Regions from separate parts of the Zea mays genome. Here all the other regions are linked to region 2. The links are chromatin contacts, called in public Hi-C maps. All regions are on one chromosome and are shown on one strand. The core of a region is the stretch at or near the end of the contact, and the rest is flanking DNA. Distances in the headings are between cores, read along the strand shown.

Region 1 (4,282 bases), core at 469-2,968, 220 kb after region 2:
CTCATCATCCCTTATATGAGAAGCTTTCCTTGCACGCCGATGCTACGCAGATGATGAGGACATCACTTCTATACATACAATGAATGGACCGATAACACGATCGCGTGCACGACAGCTAATTCTCCAGGTACGTTCTGCCCTAGTCAATTGTGTTTCAGAGCTTATGCTTGGGGCCATGGATGTTTTGATGATTAGGAACCTTGGCGAGGACCAACAAGGACTTGAGAAAGGCCTAGGTGTTGAGGAGGAGCAACAAGGGCGCCCACAACAGGAAGGAGATCAAGTCCGACTCGACTGCAACTCCATCTCGGGTTCCAGGACCAGTCTGCACTAAAATGGACGCCCAAGATGCATCCAGACTCCGATTGCGACGGACTTGATATGGTTGGAAAGATAAGAAGATTATCTAACCAACCCAACTGGTTCCATCCTAAAATTCGTCCGGAGTCAACGGGAATCGTCGAAATAAGTCAGCATTCAGATTCTGTTTTGGTGCTGCGACACCATCTGTTGGGCCGTTGGACCGTGTATCGCGTCGGAGCCCATTAGGGGCGAGTCCAGGGGTCACGCACGCCCTAATACTCTATTTATTCAATAGCCGTCGCCACATTAGGTTGGGTTTTGCTTAAGTTTAGATCTGTCAAGAACAGTCGTCGTAGATCGGTTTGTGAGACCCCAACTTGTGAGCTTAATCATTCATCCGCAATATTCTAGATTGTGTTCTTTCTTGTTCTTGCTTGTGTCTTCGATTCTCAGGCAGGAATTAGCCCTCGTGGCGAGGTCAATCGCGCAGCGCACGGTTGATAACCAGAGGAGAAGTGGTGCTGCGATTGCGGGGTTCTAGTCGTGTTGATTGGAAGCCGGATCGTTTGTGTGACATCTCCACCAAATCAATAGTTATCTTCACCTGACGGAAGATCGAACACCCCGTTCCTATCAGCAGATCTCGGATGTCAGGGCACAAGAAGATTGCTCCAGCAGCAAGCATTAGTAGCTCCAAGTACTACATCCGTTATGTTCCTGGGCCCACATGCCGGGGCTCAGTATTCTTGTACATACCCCCTTAGCTATAAAAGGGGAGGTATGCAGCGTTACAAGACAAGCTCTCTCAGGACCAGACTTAGACAGACTCTCGATTCCCAAGCTTCCACAACAATCCAACCCACAGTGGAGTAGGGTATTACGATCCGGCGGCCCGAACCACTCTAAATCCTCGCGTGTTCATGTGCTTGGTGATCGCTTAGCAAGACAGACAAAACGCTTAAGCCCCTTCCTCATCTTAGGATTTAGGGCGAGTGCACTCTGCCACCCGGTCGGAGAATTCCCTCTCTGACACTCTCTATATAGAGTTTCTCTAAACGATTCTCTATTCATTTGAATACTTTAAATAACCGGTTTAGCAAAACTAAAATATGTACAATATATTTGAGAGAATGACAAATAATGTACAAAAATAAAAAATAAAAAAATGTCTTTAATATAGGTATTTACGTATAGATGACGTGATTTAGAGAACGTTATTGGAGGAGAATGAGATATAGAGGATAAAATATTTTATAAAAAACTGTAAATGACAGATCTAGAGTATGAATATAGAGGATATTGCTGAAGACATGAAGACAGACTAAGAGAAGCTGACTCCAAACTGAACCAACGGCTCCTCGCCGAAACGCGACTCCCGCTGATCCAAATCCATTGAGCGGGAGAACCCGACATCCAAAATTCCCCAAACCCCCTCCCAAGTCCCAACCCTAGCCGGCTAGCCTCCTTCCCCTTCAGCCTTCACACCTCCGATTTCTCGCGCCTTCGTCTCCCGCCCAATTTCCAGAAGCTTCTAGAACCAGGTTTCTAACCCTACCGCAGAATGATGCTTTCTTGCGCCTAGTAGCCTGGGGCGGAGGCATGGACGGCGGCGGGGAGGGGGGCTCGAGCGGCGGGAGGTTCCCTATTCTGCAGGCGAACAGGGACCCCGAGTCGAATTGGGAGGTGGACGTTGCCAAGAGCCTCGAGGATTACCTGCTCAAGATCTGCTCAGGGGAGGTCTCCGGCGAGGACGGGGCCCACTCTGTCAACTTTGCCGAAGGTACGGTGGTGCGGAGGACCAGGGTTTCTTGCGGTCAATGTGCGGCACTTCTTTTCAGCGGCTGTGCTATCTTAGGGGTCTGGAGAGCTGGGAATTGGGAGTGGGAGGTTAAAAATTTGACACTTCGGGTGGTTTGACACTTTGACGATGGATGGAGGCTTGAACATGTGGACTTGACTTGCTTGATCTTGCGCGGTTTTATTTCCTTTGCTTGAATAAATGTTAAAGGAAGCAGCTTCTTTTTAGTTGTTAGCTCGCCCAAGGTTTTTACCCTTTCTAAGGACAATTAAATATGGGAAATGTACCAGAACAAAGTTATTTTGCCTTGTTAATTTGTGTCTTCTTATCTACAGCGGCGTTATTACTCCAAGGATCGGTTCAAGTGTACAGTAGGAAGGTGGAGTACTTGTACTCGTTGGTGCTTCACGCGTTAGAGTTCCTCTCGCAAAAGAAGTAAGGAAATATTGATGTTGCTTTTGTATCTATCCGTTATGCACTAATTGCTTCCCTGGACGCTGTATTTTGTATTACCCGTCGAATGTGGGACTGAAACCGGTATTGATAAATGCATTCTACATTTTTGCGCATCTTATACGAGTAGGCTTTGTGAAAGGGCCTCTAGCTGGGTTTGTTAGGTGGTCTGACTGTCCGAGTAACCCTGCTCAGGCCCTGAGTTAAAAAAAAAATCCCCTCATCTGTTCCACGGCAAAGCACAGGTCCAAGGCCTGGTTTTGGTCGCGACCGTTCTTACATAGGCTACTGGCGTGATTGGTTCTCGTTTCTATGACATGCCGGTACCTGTGCAGCCAGGCGCTCCCGAACCAAGTTCTGAGCATGCAGCAGCACCTTGTTTGTTTGGCGTTTCCATTCGTACCATTATACCGCAGTGTGATTGGTTGGTCGTTTTCTACTTGCCTCGTGCATGCCTTGAGAGAGCAGCGAACACGAGGACTCACAGAATGGGCTAGGCTGTGTAGAAACGAAAACGAAATGTGTTTCCCGGGAACCAGGCTCGGCGGCGGCGTTTGCACGTGGGCAGCCAGGTTCCAGGGACCGTTCAGCTATCCAAACAACACATTTCTGGATCCCGTCAGCCTGGTTGGGCAAAATCCAACCAACCAATCACGCCGTAAGATGCCGCTGTGTATGAGTGGGGCTAAGGTTCGGGGGTTTCTCGACATGTGTGAGAAGATCTTCTTAATGTAATGCCCAGAGGCTGTTTTACCCCCGTAGGTTGAGTTTTTTTATGAGTAGGCTTTAAAAATATCACTTGGCAGATAAACATTTTCTGCTTGGTTCGGAAACCATAGACTTTCGAAATAGGACATTTGTATCTGCCTTATAGGAACCTCAATGAAGTATGCTTGTTTTAGATGATCTCCGAATGACACCTTTCATTCTTACTTTTGGTACTCCACCATACTGGGCATTTTATTGTCTTAAATTCTATATGTAGCTCCCAAGCATTGAGGTCAAGTAGATGGCTCAGATCCATGTTCACTTGGTTGGCCCAAATCCATGTTCACTTGGTTTGATTTACTCTGTGCTCAGAGGGATCAATGTCAACATATTGCTAAACGAAGGCCTTTCTATACTTTGGAAGATAATAATATAATCATGGCACTAAGGCATCACCTAGGTGCAAGGGTGAAGGCGTGAAGCTACAGCTTGCCATTGGGATAAGCTGAGCCTGTCATTTTTTTGGAAATTCGAATAGAATATTACTTGCCATCGGGGTCAGCCGACCCTGACGAATTTTGGAAATTGCAATTGAATACTACTGTATATAGAGCAAGCAGTTCCTAATGACCACACCATTTTCAGACAAGACCCTGATGGTCATTTGGCCTAGATTAGCCCCTGCCTAGGGTTTGCTTTGGCTTTATGATGGTTGGCAGTAACTTCCATAGTTGACGCCTTGCCTAATGGTTGCATGGAGAGAAGGGGAGTAAACGAACACATCTATGTTATTCTAATTTAGGCCTCCTTGCAAAATAGCCAAATGCCATCCTCTGGGGCTGAAGAGTGAAGACTCATGTGGAAGGAAGGAGTGGAAAGAGACGAGATGGAGAGAAGCAAAGATGCAATGGTAAACATGTGAGACGTGAGGCCGATGATTCCGATCATGGGTCATGGCTCACCTGTATCCAAATTGCCAGTGTTTTATGCAGGCCTTACAAATCCTGTCCTTTTAGCTTT
Region 2 (4,690 bases), core at 2,118-4,617:
AATATGATTTTTCAGTTATACATATATTTATGTACATAGATCTTTATATTTAGTTGTGTGGCTCGCGAGCCTAACGAGCTGGCTCGAGCTTCCTAACGAGCCGAGCCAGCTGTTTAGCTCGTTAGTATAACGAGCCAAGCCGAGCTGGCTCGTTACAATAACGAGCTATAACGAGCCAAGCCATAACGAGCCGAGCTGGCTCGATATCCACCCCTACACATATGGTTGCAAAGGCTCTACACTTGTACAGGAACAAACAACAACAACAACAACCAGAAAACTTTTCTCCACACCGCCGATAGCCCGATACCACCCAATGGAACAGCCGGAGCACGAATGCGACAAAGCTTCCTGTACAGGAGCACCCCAAAAATCAATGCGAGAACAAATCGTTGGTTTCAAAATTACGCAAAATCGAGCAAAGACAAAGTGGGCCGCTCTCCATTGGGCTTAAGCGTTCAAGATTTAGCGAGCCCATCTCACTGTGAATGTAAAACCGACCCACGAACAGTTTATCGCCAGGCCCATCTGTCTGCTATCCAGACTTTGCACAAAGGCGCAGGCCCATCTGTCTGCTCACTAAAGCCTCGGCCTGAAACACTTTACTCACTCACGCAGGCCCAACGTCTCATCCCGTAGCCCGTCTCACTTGGGTTTTCTTCGTTATAATCTTCTTTTCTATTCGATTCAACCAATACAAACGGAAAAAAGTCCCTATATATACTGAATGCAAATCCATTCCGATAGAACCCCTCACATTTATCAGCTGCAGACCCCCACGTGGACAGAAGTTATATGGAGTCTCAAGCAGCTATGACTTTTGTGTGTATAGATCTACAGCTTGTAGATTCGAGAGGCTGCAACAGAATAGGATTGCATCTGGCTGCAACAAACTAGAAACAGCCTAGCGTTCTGTTTATGAAGGGCCTTTATCCCACCACGAAACAATTTCCCGGCACTGTTTCACTCAAGTTACTTGTCAAAAAAAATATATTATCACTCAAGTTTGCACATGAACGACGGAACTTGCTTGCAATAGCCGCCCGCTTTCGTTTCAGTTACCACGTCGGCGTTGCAATCAGAATCAATCGTCCTCCCGAGTCCCAGGTCCCAACAGCAGCACAACTTCACAGGCAGAAAAACAAACTGGAGCGATCGCCAGTACCATCACAATGTCAACCACTGGTAAAAGGCAGAGGGCGCTGCTTGTCAAATGAGCGCGGTTGGGTCGCCTCCGCCTCCACGGGAAGCAAGCAAGCCAGCCAGCCAGCCGGCGGCGACGGCGACCGGCCAACTCCTGGCCGGTGGCGGCGATGTGCATGGGGGTCAGAGGCTGGCGGGCGGTCCCAAAGAAACCAATCAGTCAGGTGGCCGGACCAACCCGGCATATATCCCCCAACCAACCGGGGAATTGTGTTGACCTAGATGACTCGACGGATCTCAGGTCTCAGCTGTTGGAGTATAATGCGTGTCTGATCGGACAGGTATATACATATATATACTGCAACCAATCATGCGTCCACCTTACTAGTAGTACTACCTCGATGATGCAGTTCCCAGGTCTGAACCGAACCATTTTAGCTAGCTTACAGTGGTTGGCACCACCCCATGATTGTTCTAAGAACGCCACAACCTGCACCGTCTTCTTTTTATTCTGCAGGGGATTAAAAAGGAAACGGTGGTTACCAGAAGATTGTTTACTAGTACTAAGCCGGAGTTAGATTGGAAGCAGGAGGAGCTAGCATGGATACCCAGCCATGCATGGTTCGTTCCAGAAGTTGCAATGGTTGGGACCAAAATCAAATCATTCAAGGTGAGAGGACCGTTTCAGGGATGTAGTAGTGCTAGTGTAGACCTGCATTATATTATTCAGAGAGGTGGTACCAATGCCATACGCTAACTGCTAATCATTCTCCGGTTGGGATATGGTTCATGATTACACAAGTCAGCCTAATGATAAGCTGCAACAACTGGGAAAAACAACAGCAGCAGCGAACCGTATGATTTTCTGAGAGGGAAAAAGCGTATCATATTTCAAAAGGGATGGTAAAACTCCGCATTGTCGCTGAACTTAAAATGTATTAGCATCTGCGAATTGACTTTATAGTTTTCCAGACTATACTATAGACTATAGTACGTAGAGAGACCAGCAAAGATAATAAAAAGATCTAAAACTACTGTGGCGCTGCAGGCGAAATTTTAGCCTGTTTGTTTCGCTACCTCGCTTGCCATAATTTTTCAAGCCTAAGGCTAGCCAGGTTTGATAGAGTTAGGCGTGCTTTTGGTTTGTAGCCGCGGTTGTAACATGATTTTTCTACTGATGCGTAGGTTCCGGTCATCAATGACTCATAAAAAGTGTGACAAAATTCTCTTAGTCACACCATGGTCTGACGCGGAATTTGAACACCTATGGGTTGTTTGATTTGCTGCCTAAAATACCACAACGTGTCTAACTTTTCTATCTAAGGTTAATTTTTTATTAAGCAACTAGCTCAGACATATTATAGCACCTTAGGTAGGAAAACAAACATGTCCATAACCTTAGACAAGTATGGTAGAAAACGTGTGTCAATGCTTGGCACGATAGGTATGCAAACAAACATACCGATGATGAACTGTTGCCCGTAAGGTCAGATTAACTCTGGAGTGAAGAAATATGGCTAAGGACTTGAACTGATTGAACTAGCGTTCCTTCTCTGTTGTCTCGTGTTCATGATGATGATGAAGCTAGTGAGATTGAAGACATCAAGGCATGTAGATATTTTTTCTCTGTTGTACAACACTAGCTAGCATGATTAGCAAGCTGCGCTACTCTTTTAGTAAGCTACACAAGCATATAGATATTTTTTCTCGAGCGCATGCAAGTCGTACAAGCTAGCTGCCAATGCCACGTGGGGCATCGCACAGTTAAGAAAACCAAGTGGTCGTGGCATACTGGCGTGCATAACAGCAGCTCAGAAACGTACAAAGTAAAGAAGTACAAACCGTCCAATAAATATTTGTTCACAGGGGAAAAAAAACTACTGCAAATACAAAGCGCTGTCGTCGCCAACGGCAGGCACGTTTACAAGGTCCCACTTTGCTTTTAAACACGATCCCCCTTTCCCCCCGTTTCACACTTTGCGGCACCGCCAGAGCCCGATCGAGCCCATCCCACACCCAACGACGAGCCAGCGCGGCGACGTGGTCGGCCCGCCCACGGGCCCGTCATCCGCGACCCCGATCACGGCCATCCACGTGTCCCGGACGCGCATCTGCTCCCGGCTCCCCCTGTCCCGTCCTCCTCCTCCTCGTTCCTTCGGCCCCTCCCCTCCCGTCTCTGCCCGCCGCGCCTATAACTACTCCACCACGGCCGCCCTCGTAAACGATCTGCGGTTTCTTCCACGCACCAATCATTTCGGCCACACTGCACACGGACGAAACTCGCTCGTCCTTCGCCTCCAGCAGCAGCCGATCCGTATCCAGTTCCCGTGCCGTGCCCACCAGGGGGAACCCGATCGATGGGAAACTGCTGTCTCGAGAGGCCTCGTCGCGGTGGCAGCGGCAGTGCGGGCTCCGTGCATTACGCCAGGACGAACCCCGTGTGGGTGGAGGACAGGAGGGAGGAGGCGTGCAAGGGCGAGGGCGAGGGCGCCGGCCACGCGCCGGCGGCGGCCACGGAGGTGAAGATCAGGATCACTAGGAAGCAGCTGGAGGAGCTGCTGCGGCGCGTAGAGGACGGCAAGCACGGCGGTGGCTGCGGAGTGCCCGTCCAGGACGTCATCTCGGAGCTCCTGTGCGTGGCCAGCACTAGCTCCAACTTCCGGCACAGGGAGGAGGGGCAGTGGCGGCCGTCGCTGCAGACCATACCCGAGTGAGACGGACCATGGTCTGATTGACGATCAGATCATGTTACTTGATATTACTTGCTGTTTTAGTTATTTAGCACCTCCGTCAATCCATGCATGCGTGGCTTAGCCATTTGTTGCCATATTCATACTAGTAGCATAGCATTAGATACCAGATAGGGTGTACATTTGTTAGGTCTTGGATCAGGAGACCAATCTATCTTAATAAAGTATATTGATAGACATATAAGCTATGAAGAGTTATTTATCTTTTTTTTTGTTGAGTAGATACATCTCTGCTTACCTGTTTTTGCTTTGGACATTGGATTGTGGAACTATGGAGTACAGATTACCATCGGAGCTTGTACTTTGTTAGTAATTTTAGCTCATTTCAGCTTGGTTGAACTGCTTTTGAAGTGGAGGGTTTCTGAATCGTGTCGCTAAATCTGTACTGTGCTGTTTCGTTTAGTAGTGCTCTACTGCTCTTAATCCACTTATGATCATCAGATCATGGATGAAGATGAAGCAGGAATATTGACATGCAGTACAATAGAATCCCTGTTGTCTGTTCTGATGCCTTGTGCCTCCTCTGTTCATACCATTATGTAGACATTGGACATACCATTATGTAGACATTGGAGGCGCTCGAGGTCAGAGTGATTGAGATGGTGAACATCCATTCCTCAGCTGCTCTCATTCTTTTTTTTTTTGGTGTTTTTATGGTGGTGCCCTCGGTTTTGCTGTTGTCCTCATTTTTACCCTTAGTTGTGTTTTTTGCTCAGTTTTACCCTTCTGTTCTATAGCACTGAAAAAGGCAAAACTGAGCAAAAAAAAAAAAACACAACTAAGGGTAAAAATGAGCA
Region 3 (4,737 bases), core at 2,016-4,515, 240 kb after region 2:
TTTGAAGCATTGATCCTAAGTAACGAAAAGTGTCTTTCTTGGGTACCACTTGCCCATCAAGACTAACATCGCCATCCTCATACCCCATGGCACTGAAATCACACTTCATATACTCTGTTTTAGACCTACTAAGCCTAAAACCTTTTGCTTCCAGCGTCTGCCTCCACAATTCCAACTTTTGAGAAACACCACTCCTACTCTCCTCAATAAGTACCACATCATCGGCAAAAAGCATACACCACGGTAAAACTCCTTGTATGTCCCTTGTGACCTCATCTATCACCAAAGCGAAAAGATAAGGGCTCAAAGACGACCCTTGATGTAGTCCTATGTTAATTGGAAAGTCATCGGTGTCTCCATCACTTGTTCGGACACTTGTCACAACAATAGTGTACATATCTTTAATAAGATTAATGTACTTTGTTGCTACTTTGTGTTTTTCCAAGGCCCACCACATTACACTCCTAGGTACTTTGTCATAAGCCTTCTCCAAGTCTATGAAGACCATACATTAAGATAATACGATTAAATAATTACATATAACCACTAAGTAAAAGCATTTAGCGAAACCTTATGAGAAGCATGTGAAACTGAAGGTTAAGTTAACTCCTACAGTGAGCAATCTAGAACTCTATCTTTGTGGGGGAAAAGGGTTTATTGAACATTTGACCTGCATATGGATGAACATATTCCACAGCAGTGAAAGAATAAGCTCCTTATCCCCAGCAGCGATGTCTTCCGCGGAAATTGTGACTCCATCAGAATCAGATAATGGAACCCGAGCTTGTTTGATATATTGTATAGCAGTGGTGCAGTTACTTCGCCTCTTCTTGTCTGTATCTGAGGGAACAATTACTTTCTGAAATGAAGCGTATTGGCACCGTCAATTAAATGCTGATAGGATCAAGCTATTTAATGTAGCAAAAGAAAATTCTTACCGAAATGATTGATGCATCTGCGAGGAGCAGCTGAACAACTCTACAAAGAATTATGCCATCTTGGAGATCTTCAAATAAATTCCTCATTGTGAAATCATATTCTGACAAAGCAGGCTGGTGAGAAAAAAGAAAATTAGAATAATCCGATAAAATTCAAACAAGATTTTAAACTATACCATTCCTGAAACAAACTTATACAACCGAAACACAAAAGCAAATTGTTTGGTACAGTAATACAGCAAATTCGGATACCTGTTGATAATTTAGTTTATATCCCATAGTTGTGAGGTGTACCAGAATGTCACCTTCTCCATGCATGGTCTCCCTCAAAGACTCTAGAATTAAGTAACCAGTCAAATAATAGAATGACAACTAGATATAACACTTGCATGACGCAAAAAATAATAAAAAAACGATGGATTCAGCTATATTACCTTGAATGATTTGACGACTAGATTTTATTTGACTTTGGTGACAAAATAAAAGAGGGGATCCACCATCAAGGCCATCGATTCCAGCTTCGAGAGGAAGAGTACTTTCTATTTTGGTTCTGTCTAGTGCAACAACAAGAAGAAAAATTCTTTTCAATATAATATTGCCCAGCACATCACTGTAACCTTGTACATGGTGCTCTTCTACCAGCTTCTTGTTACCACATGATTTTGCAGTCATGATTTGAGAAAGCATATGCTTCTCCAAAATTAGTTTTAGAAAATGAACCTCCTTGTCCCGTTTTCCTTGTCCAGTCTGCAGCAAGGAATCACCACCGAGAACAATATGCAAGCCAATCCTGAGCCAATATGGATTGTAGGACATGAAAACCCTAGTTGCTTTCTCTTTGAGCCTAAGGTCAGTAACAAGGGGGCACCGTGCTTTCATCTTCAATCTGCCTTCATCGATGTTCTGAAAAAGGTGGGGGAAATAATGTGCCAGTTAGAGAATAATGTTTCTACTGAATAATATAGGAAAACTTTTTATAGCATTTATAATCACTAGATACCGTTTAGGAAATAAGAAAGTGCATGAGAGTACTCCCTCTGTTCCATAGATTGTTTTGACTTTTCTAAATTTATAGTTTTTATTATATATCTAGACATAAGGTATATTTAAGTGCATAGCAAAAGCTATGTACAAAAGACAATCCTAGTTGCTTTACTTTGCGGTCTCTCATTCTTAGCATACCCTTTTGTGGGGAAAAAAACAGCAGGCACTCATACAGTCATACTGATAACGAAGTGATGCATAATGTTACCATATGTTTCATATACTCATATCCAATTTTCACATCTTACATAAGTTATTTTCAAAGACGATACTATACTTTATCACATCTACACTCGCAATTTAAATGTTGCCAGCTTGCCATGCCCAGTTCTTCAAATACAATCTCAGTTTGACGACAGGTCGAAATTAGATAATTCGTTGTTTCAAATTTCTAACAAAGCAAAATTAGCATGTACCGTAGGCCACAATAATAAGAATGTTATATGCCATAGCCGTAGAGTTTGAACCCTCGAGCCTCGATTTTTTCTCACCTTACAAATTTGAAACATCATAAAGAGCACCTCCTCACACGCGCCCTTACTCATGTGTTTCTCCATCCTCTCCGTGACATCCTCCAGGCTGCACGCATCCTTAAGAGATTCCCTTAACGCGGCCACCATCGCCGGCGTCATCTCCTTGCTCCTCTCTCCGCCGCGATCACCACCACCGCGGCACCTCTTCGGGCTGCGCCCCCCACGCGCCCGGTCTCCATCGAGCGCGCCGCGTTTCCCCGTAGCCCAGGGCTGCGCGGCCGCGGCGGAACCGGTGAACCCTGGGAAGCACCCGCAGGCGGAGGGGTCGCGTAGGAGGAGGGATAGCCATGACGAGGCGGAGGCGGAAAAGGTACGGAGGGCGCGCTCACGGCCGGACTCGGCGCGGCGGGCGGAGCGCGACTGGTCGACCTCGAGGGCGTGGAGGCGGCGGCCGAGGGGCGTCGGGGTAGGGACGCCGTCGCCAGGCCTCCGGCGGCGGAGTGACGTCGGAGTGGGAGCCTGGAGGGCGGATTTGGAGGCGGTGAAGAACTGAGGCGAGGGAGGTACGGTTTTGGGGTTGGGTCTCGGGGTGCGGAGGTTGGAGAGGTCGCAGAAGGGGGAGGTGTCCGGCTCGCGGCGGCTCATGGCGACCGGAGAAGCACGCTCTAGAAGGTTTGGGGGCCGGCCTCCATGGATTCCGGAATGTTCGAGTTGGAGGGGATTCGAGGGGGATGGCCGTGGCGTTCGAATGGTTGGGGATTCGGGATCAGTACTCAGTAATTGGCGTTTGGGCGGGATTCATGGTTTTGGTGATGTCGAACGGTCGAATTTCGAATTTCACGCTCCTCTGTTGGGCCAGGTTTACATGGGCCTCGATCCATTGGCAGTTTGACACCGACAAAAACATTATTTTTTTCAAACTTTTCTAAGACGATGTCTCATTTTTTTTTCTTTCGGTCTGGACAACTGGGTTAGAGAATCTCCATCGGTTACTAAAAAATAACTCTTTAAACTTAGATTTAACAAGTTGCTAAATATATATTAAGAACAAAAACAATTTTAACCTCTAACAGTTTCCAAATTGTAGGTTATTAAATATTTTTAAATTATACTAACTCAATTTTTCTAGTTATTACTTACATCGTTAAATTTGGTTTCATTTAATATAAAGTTCAATAATTATCGTTTTCTCTTGATTGCTATTTTAATTTTGTATGAATCATGATCGATCAATTTCCTCTAATTTTTTGGATGAAAGTAGTTTATATGACTAAAATATTATCTAACAGTTAGCTGAAACATTGTGGGATCTGACAATAGTGTCCATAGAACTACTCATGAGTAGTAAACATATTAGTTTTCTACTCTCTCTCTCTCTCTCTCTAGTGGTCCAAAATGTGGTCGAGGGATCTTTATCTCTAGTGGTATTCTTCTTATAGACTACTTGGATATTGTAAAAAAATAATCTATGTAAATTGTGGTTGCCATTAGTATAGTTTAAACTCCAACCAGTGCCTGGTCTATCCACTGCCGAGCTGGGTAACTGGGTGTCCAATCCTTGGAATGGCTTGTGGTAGTTCTTCAACCAACGAATCTTTACTACTGTTTAAGTTATTAGTGTAGGTGTGCACAAGTTGGTGGTTCTGCCATGCCCGCGTCTCTGCCGCCATCCTCGCCCTCGCCCGACTCTCCATCGAAGGAAGGGCGCCATTCCCGGGATTACCCACCATTCTCGCCCTCGTCCGCTCTCCGCCGTCCTCGCCCCCACCCGCCCCCACCATCCTTGCCCTCCTACGCGCAAGTCCTCGGCTCCCCTTCCCCTGCCAACGTCGTCTCGCAAGGGCTCGTCGTCTCTGCGCAAGGGCTCGTCGTCTCGCAAGGGCGCCCCTTCCCCTGCCCCCGTCGTCTCTGCGCAAGGGCCCGTCGTCTCGCAAGGGAGGAGCAGAGGAGGAGGTGATGGCTGTTGAGGAGGAGGAGGACGAGGATGCCATTGTGGCCCCTTCCCCTGCCACAAGTTGTTCGCGGCGCTCGAGTCCCTCAAGAAGAAGGACAACAAGGGCGCAGCCATGCCCCCGCCCGAGCCCCTTCCCCAACTCTGGTGAGCAGGATTACCGCCCTCCCGTGGTTGCTGATTCCCTGTACCTATCTCTCCCCTACCTCTTCCTCCCACGTTCTTTGCGACAGGGACTTGGTATTCCTCCGAGCACGGCCTCAACGGCGGCAACTGCGACCAAGCACGCAGGCACCGGGTGGTGGTCGAATCGAGGGAGGCCATGCCCCTG

What was found. A called contact is a pair of places that touch in the nucleus more often than the background predicts.
Region 1: a contact with region 2 is called in a Hi-C map of ear, with 2.4 times the contacts expected there. The contact joins the promoter of LOC100277921 here to the promoter of LOC100274659 in region 2. A contact is called at or near these places in 2 of 25 Hi-C or Micro-C datasets (ear and tassel).
Region 3: a contact with region 2 is called in a Hi-C map of leaf, with 6 times the contacts expected there. The contact joins the promoter of LOC103633234 here to the promoter of LOC100274659 in region 2. A contact is called at or near these places in 3 of 25 Hi-C or Micro-C datasets (ear, leaf and tassel).

Annotation. Positions count from the first base shown.
Region 1 is chr7:162,404,456-162,408,737 of Zm-B73-REFERENCE-NAM-5.0, forward strand. It overlaps LOC100277921, which reads left to right and starts at 1,719. Exons shown (of 11, transcript NM_001151364.1): 1 at 1,719-2,083; 2 at 2,437-2,536. The coding sequence starts at 1,903.
Region 2 is chr7:162,181,741-162,186,430 of Zm-B73-REFERENCE-NAM-5.0, forward strand. LOC100274659 reads left to right here and starts at 3,368. Exons shown (of 1, transcript NM_001148984.1): 1 at 3,368-4,072. The coding sequence starts at 3,501. The coding sequence ends at 3,857.
Region 3 is chr7:162,421,164-162,425,900 of Zm-B73-REFERENCE-NAM-5.0, forward strand. It overlaps LOC103633234 (abnormal spindle-like microcephaly-associated protein homolog), which reads right to left and starts at 3,266. Exons shown (of 20, transcript XM_008654930.2): 1 at 2,474-3,266; 2 at 1,373-1,841; 3 at 1,191-1,273; 4 at 939-1,052; 5 at 671-859. The coding sequence starts at 3,100.